Linked DNA regions of Mus musculus: regions 1, 2 and 3 are each linked to region 4. The links are chromatin contacts, called in public HiCAR-type, HiChIP or PLAC-seq and Micro-C maps. All regions are on one chromosome and are shown on one strand. Each heading gives the region's core, a stretch centred on a gene start, on an enhancer-like site or on the middle of the called end of the contact. The rest is flanking DNA. Distances are from core to core; before and after follow the strand shown. Region 1 holds the start of Lpl (lipoprotein lipase). Region 2 holds the start of Zfp964 (zinc finger protein 964). Region 3 overlaps Ints10 (integrator complex subunit 10). Region 4 holds the start of Zfp930 (zinc finger protein 930).

Region 1 (3,276 bases), core at 123-2,622, 330 kb after region 4:
CGATTCCACCAGCAGCAACACAAGGAAACCCCAGCCTTCTTTTACGACTGAGTTCAGTCACATTTTGAGTCTGTGTTCTGTTAGCTCAATCAAGGTTCAAGTTACAAGGCTTCTCAATTGTGGGCAGGTCTCGACTTCAAGGCCATAAAGCAACTTGCTACTGACCCTAGTCTTCTCTAGGCAGAGAGCAGGCAGAGCCGTGGAGGTGGCCGCTTTTTTTTTTTTTTTCACCTAGTGTTGAAAGCGATCTCCCTTAGGCTCTAGAGAATCCCATGTGCTCTCAGCTAGCTGAGCGCCTCCCTTAGGGCGAGCCTCTCCTGGGACAGCAAGGAAAGGACACAGAGCTGAACTGGCAACCTCCAAGCCACAGGCTCCAGTCGGCTGGTGGCTGAACCTCGTTTTCTGGAGGGTAGGTTCATTTCTGGGCTTTCTTGAGTACTGAGCTAAGCCGAGCACAGGAACGCTTGCAGGACGCCAGCTTCCAGGACTCTGCGCCACGCGTTCCCGGGCGCCACCGCGCACTCCCACTTTCACTGTAGCTCACAACCCCCCGCCGAGAGCGACAGCGCCCTGTACAGTTGGAATGCACACAACGCGTCCTCCCACCTGCACCCTCGATTCACTCTTCCCGCTTCTAGAGGGGTCTGACCCGCAGTCCCAGCAAAGTTAGGGTCACTTTGGCCCGCGTGCCTTGCATTCAGCACCCCTATTCCCTATAGGGAGGTCACCACCGGTCACTACAGCTTTGCTCGGCCTCTGCGTCTCCCCATCCTAGGCTCCACACCCCACGCCCCAGCCGTTCCCTGCGATGGCAGTCGGCGGGAGAGAGCAGGAGACCGAGTGGGAACTCAGGAGAAAGGAAAAAAAAGCGGGAACCCAGAGTCGCCGTAGCGTGATGGGAGGCAGAGTCTCTCCCTTCTCCTCCTGGATTCCATTCCAGCCACCCTTCCCGGGAATTTACTGCGCCTGGGAGTCCCAGTGCATGCACGTACTTCCAACTTTCTCCCTCCCATCTTCAGATGGAGAAAAAGTGGTCCTGTCCGGGTCTGCAGGTGGGGGTAGGGGGAGTTGGCGCGAAAAACGTACCGTCTGCTGCGGCCACCCCTCCTCGGAAGGCGGTCAAACTCTGGAGCCAAACTCCCAGGACCACCAGGAGCAGGGCTTTGCTCTCCATCTCCCGGTGCACCCTTCTGCTTTGCTGCTGGAACTACGCGGCGTGGGGCAGTCAGGAGCGGGTTGAGCAGGAGGCGCAAGAGGACTGGAGCGCGGTGGAGCGCCGTAGGGCAAGTCAACCTTTAAAGGGGAGGGCAGAACAGTTACAAGGGGCAGAATTCCTCGGAGGAGGAGTAGGAGGAGAAATCGAGAGTCTGACACTGTTTCCACTGCACAGCTGTTTAAGTGACTGGAAATATGCAAATAAGACTCATCACCTATTGGCTATAAAATCATAAGTTGGGGGGAGGACTCTAAATGCACTTCCAAATATTTGAGCAAACGGTAACGAGGCTCAACGGTGCCAGCGAGAAGAAGGGGAAAGGGCAGGAAGGAAAGCTTGCTTGTTGTTTAGACTCCAGTTTGCCTACCGGGAGGAATCTGGTCCCTAGGGACCCCTATAGAGGCAGAGAGGAGGGGTTTACACTGATTTATGTTGAGTAGTCTACGATCCGTTTTCTAAGGGGAAGAAGTTTTGCTCTTAAACAGCGTGTACCTAACACTTTCACACTCACACACATACAACCTTTTGATAAATCTTTGTTAAACTTGAGAGATCCTTTCAAACGCACACCCTCCCCCACCCACCCACAGGTCCCCACGCGCCAAAGGGACCTTAGGACACATATTGCTCAGCGCATGGTGCCTGCACGGTCTGCTTTGTATCTTGGCAATATGGGTCTCCTTCTGTAGTAGAAGAAAAGACCCACTTGCTTTAACTAGTTTCTAATTTTTGCCTTATGTAAATTGTACTCGATCCTTTAATTCAGCAAGAAACTCAAGAATAACATCTATTTTCAGAGGCAGAAAGTCATGGTCAAACATTTTAAGCTATCCTGGATTTTCAGTGGGAGAGGCCATGCCAAATGACCATTCCAAACCTACAAAGACAGTCCATAGATTAGTGATGTTCCAGGGCGAGGGGATATGGGGTGCTAGGAGTGTGGGGGCAGGGTGAGGAGCATGATAGAAATATTCCAAATTCCATTATGCTTATCATTGTTCAGCTATGTTGATGCGTTGATATTAAATTGTACTTTGCAAGGGTGAATACTGAGCTTTTGCAAAGTGGACTAGCACATGTTTGTAGAAAAGCAAGAAAAATAAAAGCACATCATATACTGTGCTCATCTGCAAGTATCTTTTTAAATGAAAAGGGTGCTGATTAGCTAGAAAAAAAAACCAATAAACATTAAATTCCCCACCTTAATGCTGAGAAACCACCTCAAAAAATTAGTTCTCTTTACTGATCTCAATATTTTTAGGATGGTTCCCTCTCTCTCTACACACACACACACACACCCTTGGAGGTTAAGGGGATCAAAAACTATATACTTTAATATAAGCCCGCTTTTTAAATTTCTCACAACTATCAGATAAAAGCCAAACATGCTGTTGTGTAGATGAATTCCAGCCAGATGTCTCGCCATCTCATCTTGCACTGCAATCGCTAAGCAATGCATCATCCACGTTCATTACTGGCTCCAACGCATGTGGTGGATCTTGAAAGTTGGCAAGAGCGAAACCCCACTGAACAACTTTGGAAATGGCAGAGATACTCCAGGGCACATAACTAGAATATGGCCAACCTCTGAAAGAAGTATATAGGAAGCTCTAATTTTAAAACATGGCAGTGGCATAAAAGACATAAAAACAGAAGTGTAGAAATGCTTTGTGTTTTATCTAGAATAGCCACACAGCCGAATTTCAAGCTTAAAAGTCATTTGATCAGACTCCAAACCGACCTGCACTGCTACCTGGAACTTTCAGAGAACTTCAAGATTTTATGAGATTAATAAAGGGGCAAAGGGGCATCTAACACAATGCATTTTAAAAATGCCTCTCCAGTTAACTGATCACAGAAAGCACTCAAGAGTCCAGAGATAAATACTTATCTATGGTTTGTTGAAGCTGCTTCTATAATATGTGAACCTGACTTATACTGGCCTATATTGTCACTTTGCATGACCAGTACGGTGCACAGATTTCCAAGAAGAACTAACACGGAATTCAGACACGCTGGCCTCTCTCCAGGGGACAAGTGGTGGGCAGGTAGGTGTGGCA
Region 2 (3,283 bases), core at 339-2,838, 450 kb before region 4:
GGGAGCAGATAGGGGATTTTCAGAGGGGAAACTAGGAAAGGGGATAGTATTTGAAATGTAAATAAAAAAATAAAATAAAAAATACTACAAAAAAAGAAAGTTGTAGTTTTAAAACTGCAAAGCTTGCTTTAAAAAAAATCAGTTTTTTTTTTAAACCATTCCTTTCTGTGTGCATGTGTGGCTATGCATTGCCATGATGCATGTATGAGGTGAAGGGACAGGAGTTCAAAGAAATTCTGTGGTTCTCGATTCTCTCCTTCTACCAAGTGGCTTATAAGGATTAACCCCAGGTCTCTGGGCTTGGCAGCAAAAGATGCCACCCACAGAGAGATTCGGAGGAACCAAGAACCTAAGTATTTTGTTTTTTTCTTTCTTCCTTTTGAGATAGGTTCTCACTATGTAATCCTGACTTGCCTGAACTCACGACATAGACCTGGCTGACCTAGAACTTACAGAGATCCACCTGCTTCTGTCTCCAGAATACTGGGATGAAAGGTGACTCCCAACCAGCTCAGCAAGAATCTAAGTTCTAAAAGGAAAACCTTGTTCACTTGATGGTAAGCGCCTTGAAACACTCAGGGTCACACCACCTAAGGAACACCAGTGAACACCTGGTCAGACTGAAAACTGCTGCGGAAAGTCATGGAATTGCAAGGATGTTAGAATACGGGTACAGCCCTGGGAAAGAGCAAAGCAGAGATTCATGATTCACAACTTCAAAACTGACTTAAAAGCAATTATCATTAAGATAGGATAAAGCTGCAGATAGGCCTAAGGAGTAATAGAGCACTTACCCAGCATGCTATGCAAAGCTGTTGCATCTAACTTCCAGACTGTGGGTGGGAAGGAGTAAATATTTTTTAAGAAAAGAAAAAATAAACTATACTAGGCTCTGTGACAACCTGAGTTCTATCCGTTAATCGCGGAAGGACAGCACTCATTCCATAAAGTTGTCCTGTGACCTTACACCTTCCTCACTCTACACACACACCGGGGACACACACCAATAAATAAGGCTGATTTAAGTAGGAGAGAGGGAGGGGGAAGGAGAGAGCTGCAGCGCACGGCAGGGGTCCTCCACTTCGTCTACTCGCTAGTCCCGCTCCACGTTTCTCTCCCTTGTCCTGGGGCAGCCCAGGCTGTCCCCTCTCCTCCAACAGCTGCGGGTTTACTGTGAAGCCCGCACGCAGGGTTACAAGTGAGTGCGACGTTAAGCTGTCACAACCCGCACTAGGAGAAACCTGCGCCGTCGAAGGAGCTGTGGGCAGACCAGCTCAGCACCGAGCGACCCCGCCCACGCGGGTGCTCTGGGCTCTGCAGCGTGCTGCCCTCGTCTCTCCGGGCCAGCCTGGCTCCCTCTGGCCAGCCGCAATCCGTCCGGGGGGAGCTCGCGGCTTCGCCTTTTAAACTCTAATCTTCGCACCAAGCCGAACTTTCCCAGACGCTGGACCCACCCCTCCCCCAGTCCCAAGGAGGACCCACCACCCCGGCTCCCGCGGCTCAGCCGGCCGCTCTTCCCCTTCTGGGGACTTCGGCCCTGCGCTCACCATGGCGCGGCTTCGAGCTCGGCCGCGCTCCCCTTAGCTACGGGCCGCAGTGGCCACAGCGAAGGGGGCCGAACCCGCTGCGCCTTCTCCGCTTCCCAGCGGAATGCACAGCGGGATTGCGATGGAGCCCGCCTCCCACCGCTCCCTGGCGCTCCTGATTGGATGGCTTGTCTGGAGGCCCTGATTGGCTAGGGCCCGACTTCGCTCAGCTCGGGAGAGATTTGCATAAAAGCCAGACCTGCCTGCTTCTTGCTGGGTACTTTAGTCTTCGGTGATCTCAAAAGCTTAGTTCCTATTGGTCTTGGGTCGTTGGTGTCCACAGTGCATTTACCAACTCAACGTCCAGTGTAGTGATTTCTTGCTTCAGACCTAGAATTGTTATAGGACCTTGGGTATGATGTATTCCGTGGACCTGGATTTTTATTCAGGGAAGCCAAAAAAAAATTTTTTTTTTTTTAAGGCGTGAGCGCCACCACTGCCTGGCTCCTTTTATTTTATTTTATTTTTTTTAAAGATTTATTTATTATTTTATGTAAGTACACTGTAGCTGTCTTCAGACACACCAGAAGAGGGAGTCAGATCCCGTCATGGATGGTTGTGAGCCACCATGTGGTTGCTGGGATTTGAACTCTGGAAGAGCAGTCGGGTGCTCTTACCCACTGAGCCATCTCACCAGCCCGGAAGCCAAAATTTTTGATAGTGGTCTGTCAAGTGGGGCTTGGTGGTTGGTACAAGTCCCCTTAATCCCAGCACTCATTCTGCTGGCAGCGAAAGACAGATCTCTGTGAGTTCTAGGCCAGCCTGGTCTACATTGTAAAAATCTGGGCTAGTTAAAGTTGCACAAAGTCTGGTCATTGTTAGAGGCCAGAACACACTGGCTCCTCATCAGCTCTTTCTGGTAGAGTTATTAAGACGCTATCTGTACTGTGATTTTACAACTCTTAACTTATAATTCAGTCCAGTATCTGGTCCTCTGTGCTCAACTTCACAGCTGGAAATAAGATAATAACAAATTCCAAGCGACTGGAGAAAAATGAAGGCGTTTTAAATATTCAGTTCTTCAGAGAGACACGGAACCTTAGAGAAAAGGCAAAAACGGCTGTGAATTTTGGCACAAGATTTTTTTTTTTAAGTCCCCCTGGGGGAGAAATTTCTGTTCTTTGTTTCTCACAGGCCAGTTCTGCTATTTTCTCAAATTTCCCATCTCCCTGGCTTAGGGTACAAAGCCTTATCTAAGGAATAACTCGGGATTTGAGGCTTCCTCTTTTCCTTATCATGATTTAAGTTACATAGTAAACCATGGGTAACTCCAAGTCTCATTATGGGCCGGTACCAGCCAGCGCTTGGAAGAAACATGCCCAGCACCTACTGCTTATCTGTAACTGGTGAACTCTAAATGCACTTTATACTGAAATGGACAATGACAGTCCAATTCAGTGGTTCTTGACCTGTGTGTCATCAGATCATCAGAAAACACATATTTACATTATGATTCACAGTAGTAGCAAAATTATAGTTTATACAGTAGCCAAGAAAATAATTTTATGGTTGGGGGGATCACCACATCATGATGAACTATTAAAGGTCATGGCATTAGGAAGGGTGAGGACCACTGTCTCACACCATCACATATGCTAGCTCAGACTAAATCATGTGGTGTTTAACTTTAATTTTTTCAAAACCTATTTTTAATGATGGTTCTTAAATGCTTTAGCCTTCCTTCTAGCCCACCACCC
Region 3 (3,202 bases), core at 185-2,684, 390 kb after region 4:
CAAGTGCCTGGTGTTTGTACTGTACCTGCTTGCATCCGAGATGCTACAACTAGGACGGACTCACAACCTTACCCCAAGGGGAGGAGAGGTACACTGCTCACAACATCTCTGCCACTCATCTGGAGGGACCACCCAAAAGGTCTGCAATGGCTTCAGAGAATTTGTTTGGAACCCAAAGGGAAAAGGAATATAGATAGTTTTATTCAAGAGTCTAATCACACCTCATTCAGTCAAAGCTCTGTCTTATGCAGTTTGATTCTCTTGGTGTCACTTAGGTAGAGATTATCTAAAATACAGATTTCAAATTCATATTGAGACCTCACAGAGAACATTCCTACAAGGTCAGATCGCTAGTTAATAATCCCTAGTCCTTTGTCCAAGCCAAGTCAACCATGGGTTTTTAGGAGGCTTATCTCCTATAGAAAGTTCAAGGAAATTTTGGTTGATCAAAGTGGGAGAGCCTTGGAAAGCAAGACAGAGGCCTCCTTGTACAAATAACTTTTCCAGTGACATTATCTGGGCAGTTGATATGTCCTCATTTTAAATTCCAAGTCTTAGGGACTATTTGCAGGTTGACACTGTTCAAACCAAGAGAATATGGGGACAGTGCAAAGGCCCAGTACAGTGAGGCTGGAGTTGAGGTCTGTAGAGTCATTCCCTCACTCTACCTCAGACATTCTCTTAGTCACGAGGCAATCCTCTGCAGATCGACTCGTGGTAGGGACAGTTGGGCTCTAGGACCATTCACAGTATGGCATTTTGAATCGTGGCTTATTGTTGAACTAAAAAACCTTGCTAAAGATATGCCAGCATAGTCAATTTCAGAACCTAGAAGTCCCCACAGAATAGGGGTTACCTGGGCTTCCATATATAGAAGCAACCTGTTCTTAAATGTGGTCAACAACACTTGGAACCATGCAGTTATGTCCCCCATCACTTTGGTTCATAATCAAAGTAGTAAATGGACAAGGGGAGAGGACAGTGTCTAGGACAACCTGACTACACAATCTCATCTACAAAGGTCCTCATATACTCCTAAGCATTTCCTTCGTTCCTTATAGGAACTGTTTAAGGCATGCAATATCATTTACAGGATGGGGAGGGGAGCTCCCATTCTTCTTTCTGCTCTTTAGGACAGATTCTACTGGGCCCTACTCTTGCTAAGATGCAATAAGGAAGGGATTGCTCACTATGGGACAAATTCCTTAGTTACAGAAACCCAACATAAGCATTTCTTTCTTACCTCTATCCTCCAACACCCCTAAGACTCTACAAAGACAGAGCAAAGGAAGGACTTTTGCTTTCAATAATTAAAAACTTGCTTCTGCCAAAACGGAGGGACAAAGCAGGTTTCCAGTCTCAGCAATGCACTCTTCCTGTTCTGGGCCGTCTCTTGTTGTAACTCTGACACTGACTTACAAACACAGAGTATGCAGGAAGTAAAGAAGGAAGTAAGCATGTGGCGCTTACAGTGGGGAGGATCTATTAGCCAAACTGCAGTGCGGACCGAGGAGAGAAGCAGGATTTATGAGCTAGTTAAACATCATGAGTGGTCACTAACTTGATCTTTTCATCTAAGATAACCTGGGTTTCTGTAGTAGCTTAAGGGTTCAGGGGCCACACTGGGGATGCACGTCCAGGGCCATTTTTGGGGAGCAGGTGTGTTTTAGAGGCACTAGAACCAGCTAATTTGCTTTGACTGCACAAGCAATGAGGAAGCTCAGAGAAGCTTAAGACAGTTTCTAAATAGAACCTGTAGATCCTCCCAATCCAGTACAATGTCAAGCACAGCTGCTTTCAATTAAATCAGAAATGAGTACTAAATTTTGGAAAGGAAAAGACATATAGAAATTTCTATCTAGTAAAAAATTTCCAAAGTAACAAAAATATCCCAATTTAAGCAACACTTTTCCCGCAGAAATGCACTAAGAAATGCATATCTTTAAGACACCCAGAACAAGTAGACCCTTGAAAACTGAGACCAGTTTGGAATCCTTTCCATTAAATTTCTGAAAGGTACAGAAATTTACAAATAGGTCATGCAGCACATGAAAGGCGAGCTTCGAAGAACAAAAGATCATCTGCTTACTTGATCAGCATTCCTTGATTTGGGAGTAATTCCAGATGAATCTTCCCTCCTTCTTGGGTTCTTAAATAAGCAAATTCCTCCAGCATATCAATGTCTGCAGGTCACATTCAGGTCAACCAACAGGTAACATGTTGCCCTGTTCTCCCAGGCGAAGAAACAGCTCTCAGCAGATAAAGAGCCTGCTTACCACCCTCCAACTAAGAACCACAGTCGGTTCCTGATCCAGATGCTGACTTTTACGTTAACCAAACTGCCCTATGGAAAGAAGCTCGTTGCACAAGAGGTGCCAGGCTGGGGTGGTAATGTCACTCAGCGACACGGGCGAGACTCATGCCTTGGGTGGACTGCATGAGCTCAAGCTTCAGACAAGCAAACTGGAAAGCATTAGCACATGGTCTCCCTGGAGAGACAAGCAAACGGATTCCACAGGGCCACCCGAGCCATTTCTTAGTTAAAATGACAAAAGCTAGCAGATAGGACGAATTGGGAGGATATTTGATGACAGAATGAGTTAGACAAAAAAAGATTATTTCTTCAGACCCAGCAGACAAGGTCTTCTGAGAATCCAGAGAACTCCATGCACAGTGTTAGATGGTGCATTCTTCTGGGGGAAAGTTATGTAACTTTCATTAGTCTTTAAAAAAAAAAATACTGGGGCTGGCGAGATGGCTCAGTGGTTAAGAGCGCCGACTGCTCTTCCGAAGGTCCCGAGTTCAAATCCCAGCAACCACATGGTGGCTCACAACCATCCGTAACGAAATCTGATGCCCTCTTCTGGAGTATCTGAGGATAGCTACAGTGTACTTACATATAATAAATAAATAAATCTTTAAAAAAAAAAATACTAAAAACCGCTGATCAGGCACTGGGAAATATGTAGTACACACATCCTACAACTTGAGAGGTTGTACTATGCAAAGCAAAGAAATGAAAGCAACCAAACCAGTGTTTGGTGTTGCCTCCATTCAAAGGCTGTCTTCCCTTCCAAGCATGCGAAGTCAAGTGCTGCCCGACTTAGAACTCTGCCTCATTCGCTTAACCTTTGGCAGCTCTGGTGGTGCAGGCCCAGTGCTAACACCTGATCCCAAAGGCAGCCTCTGTCCCAGGGGAGAC
Region 4 (3,050 bases), core at 244-2,743:
CTTGATGAACGTAAGGTATTAATGAAGAAAAATTCTTGAAGAATAGCATGCATACAGCACTGGCTGGTGCTCAAAGAGGAGCCAGCCTAGGACACATTTTCCATCCTACATATGCTGCGTCAGGCCCCAGGTTACACGCTGAACAATTCACATAGAGACAGGAGAGTCCAATTTTAAGTTGCTAAGTGGTTACTTAGGCAGAAGAGAGGCTTACACAACAAAGTATTCCCAGGACTATTTCTTAAGTACACCAGTATCCTGGAACAGTAGACCATTCTTCAGTGTCAGGGTCCCTAGGTGAATATGCCAGACTGAGAAAGATTATAAAAGTATAAAGGAGAAAAGATAAAAGCTGGGGTGGGAAATCATAGAGAGCACACTAAGAAGTTAGAAGAGGACTGAGCTGGGTGTTAAGCTGAGGAGCAGCTAGCTCAGGTCAGCTCTCCAGCTCAGGTCAGCGCTGTGTGTAGCAGATAATGTAGTAATGATGTGACGGCTCCTTATAACTAATAAACGCAGAGGCCCACAGCAGGCAGGCCGAGATCTTGATGCTGCTACAGTGAAGACCATACTGCTGTCTGGCTTGCTAACAAAAGGACAACTGGCTGCATCTATATAAGAGGATCCATAGAAAGCAGCCACTGCCTAAGAAGAAAACAGGACTTTTATGGCACACCAGGCCTTAATGTTGGTTACATGACCCTACCTGCTCCTTTGAGCAGCTTCTTGGTCTCCTGCCACTTCTTAAGGGCATCGGTCTAGCGGCTGTTTAAGATCAGGGTTGTCTCCTTCCTTATGGTTGGAGCCAAATGTCTAGACAATCCTGGTGAACAAACATGCGTATCTAGCACTTCATCTCTTACAGACCTCATTAATACACTATATCTTTGGGTGTTTCAGAGGCAGCCCACCTTTAGCTAAACTCTACTCTGTGTGACTTATTCTCTCCGAAGCATTGGTAAATCCTTTGCATTATCATCTCAGCAAAATAGTGGAGTGCTACCAACACATAAGATTCCATGCACAATACCCACAAAATTAACTCCAAATGTGAAATCCGAAGAACAGAAATTCTAGAGATGCTAGCTAAACTAAAACGGCAACCTGCCGTCCTCTGATGCACAAGAAGCACGGTGATGTTGGCTACAAAGATGTTTCTACGCACACACCATGTCCCCAAAGCTCTACACAGACGCTGCCCACAGGGTGAAGTTCTTCAGAGGTCACCACTTTGGTACAGGGAACTACAGAGACCGCATGGGACTTCATACAACTCCACATCTGGCCCACTAGCTTCCATCCAGTCCAAGGGTAGCCTACCAAAAGGGATGCCGAGGCTCAGCAGCCCACTTCTCCCAAGACTGCGGTCCCTTGCTCACCATAGCGTGGCTTCCAAGCTCGCGTGCACCCCTCACAGATCCTGTTACACGCAAAGAACCGCTTGCATTTTCCCAGCTTCGGAACGGAGCCTGGAGCCTGGCGCCCGGAAGAGCCCGCCTCCCCGATGACGCTCCGACTGCAGGTTCTCATTGGCTGATGAGGCCTGAGTGACAAGAGTCCCTCCTTTGGCGTTGGAGTTTAAGGAACAGCACAGAACAGTATTTCCTGTTGCAGATATTTGCATTTCAGGAGTCCTTGCTCTTGACCTGAGGTAGCTTCACTTCTATCTTTCCTTGCGTGGTAGGCACTTTCCCCTTTTCCTCCTTGACACAAGGTAGCTAGTTTAAATAGCACATTACAAAATGTGGAGTGGAGTGTTTCTCCTGTCCCACAAGTGGAAGGGTGCCCACGATATTAATAATTAAGGAGATTTTAGAAAACAAATGTTTGTTCTGTGGGTTCACGGTGAGGTCAGGTGAGCTACAGCTACGTTCTACCTGGCTGGCAAAGGTACACTGGACAATCCTGAGAGAAAACCTGGAACCACATCACAAACACAATGAAATGTGTTTCTCCCACAAGAAGGCTGGATGGTGGATCCATCCCTATAGGAGTTTTCTTCCTGAAATTCAGGTCTATCTCTTGACAAATTAACACTAATGATAAGTGTAGTCTCCACGGTAACTTGAATAATTAGAAAGAAATGGTTCGAGGAAGAATGTTGTTTATGAACACTATTCCTAACATTTTTCTGAGTTAAGGTGAGAAAACGCAGCTGTATTAGTCAAGGTTCTCTAGATGAACAGAAATGATAAAAATGAGCGTCTCTTTCCCTCTCTGTATGTAGAAAGGGGATTTATTAAAACGGCTCGCAGGCTGTGGTCCAGCTAGACCAACAAGTGCTGTCTAGCAACTAAAATTGGAAGAATCCAGTAGTTCAGTCCATGAGGCTGCGTGTCTAAGCTGGGCTTCACTGTATACCACATTTTCAAAGAAGGAGGCTCTAAAGGAATGAACTTGCTAACCAAAGATAGGGCAGAGAGAGAGAGAGAGAGAAAGAGAGAGAGAGAGAGCTTCTTTCTTCTCTATTTATGTGGACTGTCACCAGAAGGTGTGGCCCAGATTAAAGGTGGATCTTATCGCCTCAAAAGACCCAGAAGCGTCTTCCCACTTCATAAGTTTTAATTAAGAAAAATCTCTCACAGGTATATGCAACTTTTTGGGTCTTAGTTAATTTGTAGTCAGTTTGTCTACCAAGAATAGCCATCATAACAGACAAGACAGAAAAACTTGGAAATATTTCTTACCAGCAGAAAGCAGGGAAATCATTTAACAAAAATAAAAGACAGGAAGCATGGGGGTTTTCTTTAGAGAGCCTGGACACATTCGCGTAGAGTTCTGCCTGATTTGGTGGTGTTCTTAGCTCAGCGTTGGACAGGAACATATACAATTTATTTTAAAAGACAGAAGGAAATGTCTCTGGCACGTTCATCTTGTACCTCAAGGTCATAATTGAAACTCATATGTTAATTGAACCCAGGGAGAATAAGACCACTACCACGATTTTGAGACAACTTGAACCACCTAAGAGCTGGCCATCAACTGGATCCTAAGTGCTGTAAGGAAACCAGACCTGAATCCACTTCTAGTGCCTCTTTTAAGTAGTAAAA

The links. Hi-C and Micro-C count contacts between places; a contact is called where the count stands out from the background. HiCAR-type assays count read pairs that join an accessible place to other places. HiChIP or PLAC-seq counts read pairs in DNA pulled down with a chosen protein or histone mark.
Region 1: a Micro-C map of embryonic stem cells shows a contact between it and region 4, with 5 times the contacts expected there. The contact joins the promoter of Lpl here to the promoter of Zfp930 in region 4. A contact is called at or near these places in 16 of 39 promoter capture datasets (the 3T3-L1 cell line, the C10 cell line, the HPC-7 cell line and 9 more), 1 of 15 datasets of contacts at CTCF or cohesin (stem cell-derived epiblast-like cells), 26 of 484 Hi-C or Micro-C datasets (the BV-2 cell line, the C10 cell line, the G1E-ER4 cell line and 11 more), 13 of 115 datasets of contacts at active chromatin or transcription factors (the 230-238 cell line, bone marrow-derived dendritic cells, embryonic limb bud and 4 more) and 3 of 9 other capture datasets (adipose tissue, embryonic stem cells and liver).
Region 2: a HiCAR-type map of astrocytes shows a contact between it and region 4, with 2.2 times the contacts expected there. The contact joins the promoter of Zfp964 here to the promoter of Zfp930 in region 4. A contact is called at or near these places in 2 of 39 promoter capture datasets (cranial neural crest and neural stem cells), 1 of 115 datasets of contacts at active chromatin or transcription factors (astrocytes) and 1 of 9 other capture datasets (adipose tissue).
Region 3: a contact with region 4 is called in an H3K4me3 HiChIP or PLAC-seq map of bone marrow-derived macrophages, with 6 times the contacts expected there. The contact joins the enhancer-like site here to the promoter of Zfp930 in region 4. A contact is called at or near these places in 2 of 39 promoter capture datasets (both in embryonic stem cells), 4 of 15 datasets of contacts at CTCF or cohesin (the NIH/3T3 cell line, large pre-B cells, pro-B cells and 1 more), 30 of 484 Hi-C or Micro-C datasets (the G1E-ER4 cell line, the HPC-5 cell line, the N1E-115 cell line and 15 more), 13 of 115 datasets of contacts at active chromatin or transcription factors (bone marrow-derived macrophages, embryonic forebrain, embryonic midbrain and 3 more) and 4 of 9 other capture datasets (adipose tissue, embryonic stem cells, liver and 1 more).

What each region holds. Positions count from the first base shown.
Region 1 is chr8:68,878,651-68,881,926 of GRCm38.p6, reverse strand. It overlaps Lpl (lipoprotein lipase), which reads right to left and starts at 1,372. Exons shown (of 10, transcript NM_008509.2): 1 at 1,087-1,372. The coding sequence starts at 1,174.
Region 2 is chr8:69,652,861-69,656,143 of GRCm38.p6, reverse strand. Zfp964 (zinc finger protein 964) reads right to left here and starts at 1,588. Exons shown (of 4, transcript NM_001177527.1): 1 at 1,548-1,588. The coding sequence starts at 1,550.
Region 3 is chr8:68,821,138-68,824,339 of GRCm38.p6, reverse strand. Ints10 (integrator complex subunit 10) reads right to left here. Exons shown (of 17, transcript NM_027590.4): 16 at 2,090-2,183. Among named protein-coding and RNA genes, the nearest start is that of Ints10, 29 kb to the right of the region's middle. Within about 2 kb of position 1,434, at least 64 of the 459 cell types and tissues checked have an H3K27ac peak or open chromatin away from gene starts, as enhancers often do. A contact at or near this core is called in the HPC-5 cell line, adipose tissue, bone marrow-derived macrophages and 2 more, where this site is marked.
Region 4 is chr8:69,207,489-69,210,538 of GRCm38.p6, reverse strand. Zfp930 (zinc finger protein 930) reads right to left here and starts at 1,493. Exons shown (of 4, transcript NM_001013379.2): 1 at 1,380-1,493. The coding sequence starts at 1,382. It overlaps Gm39188 (a long non-coding RNA gene), which reads left to right and starts at 1,542. Exons shown (of 2, transcript XR_870488.3): 1 at 1,542-1,680.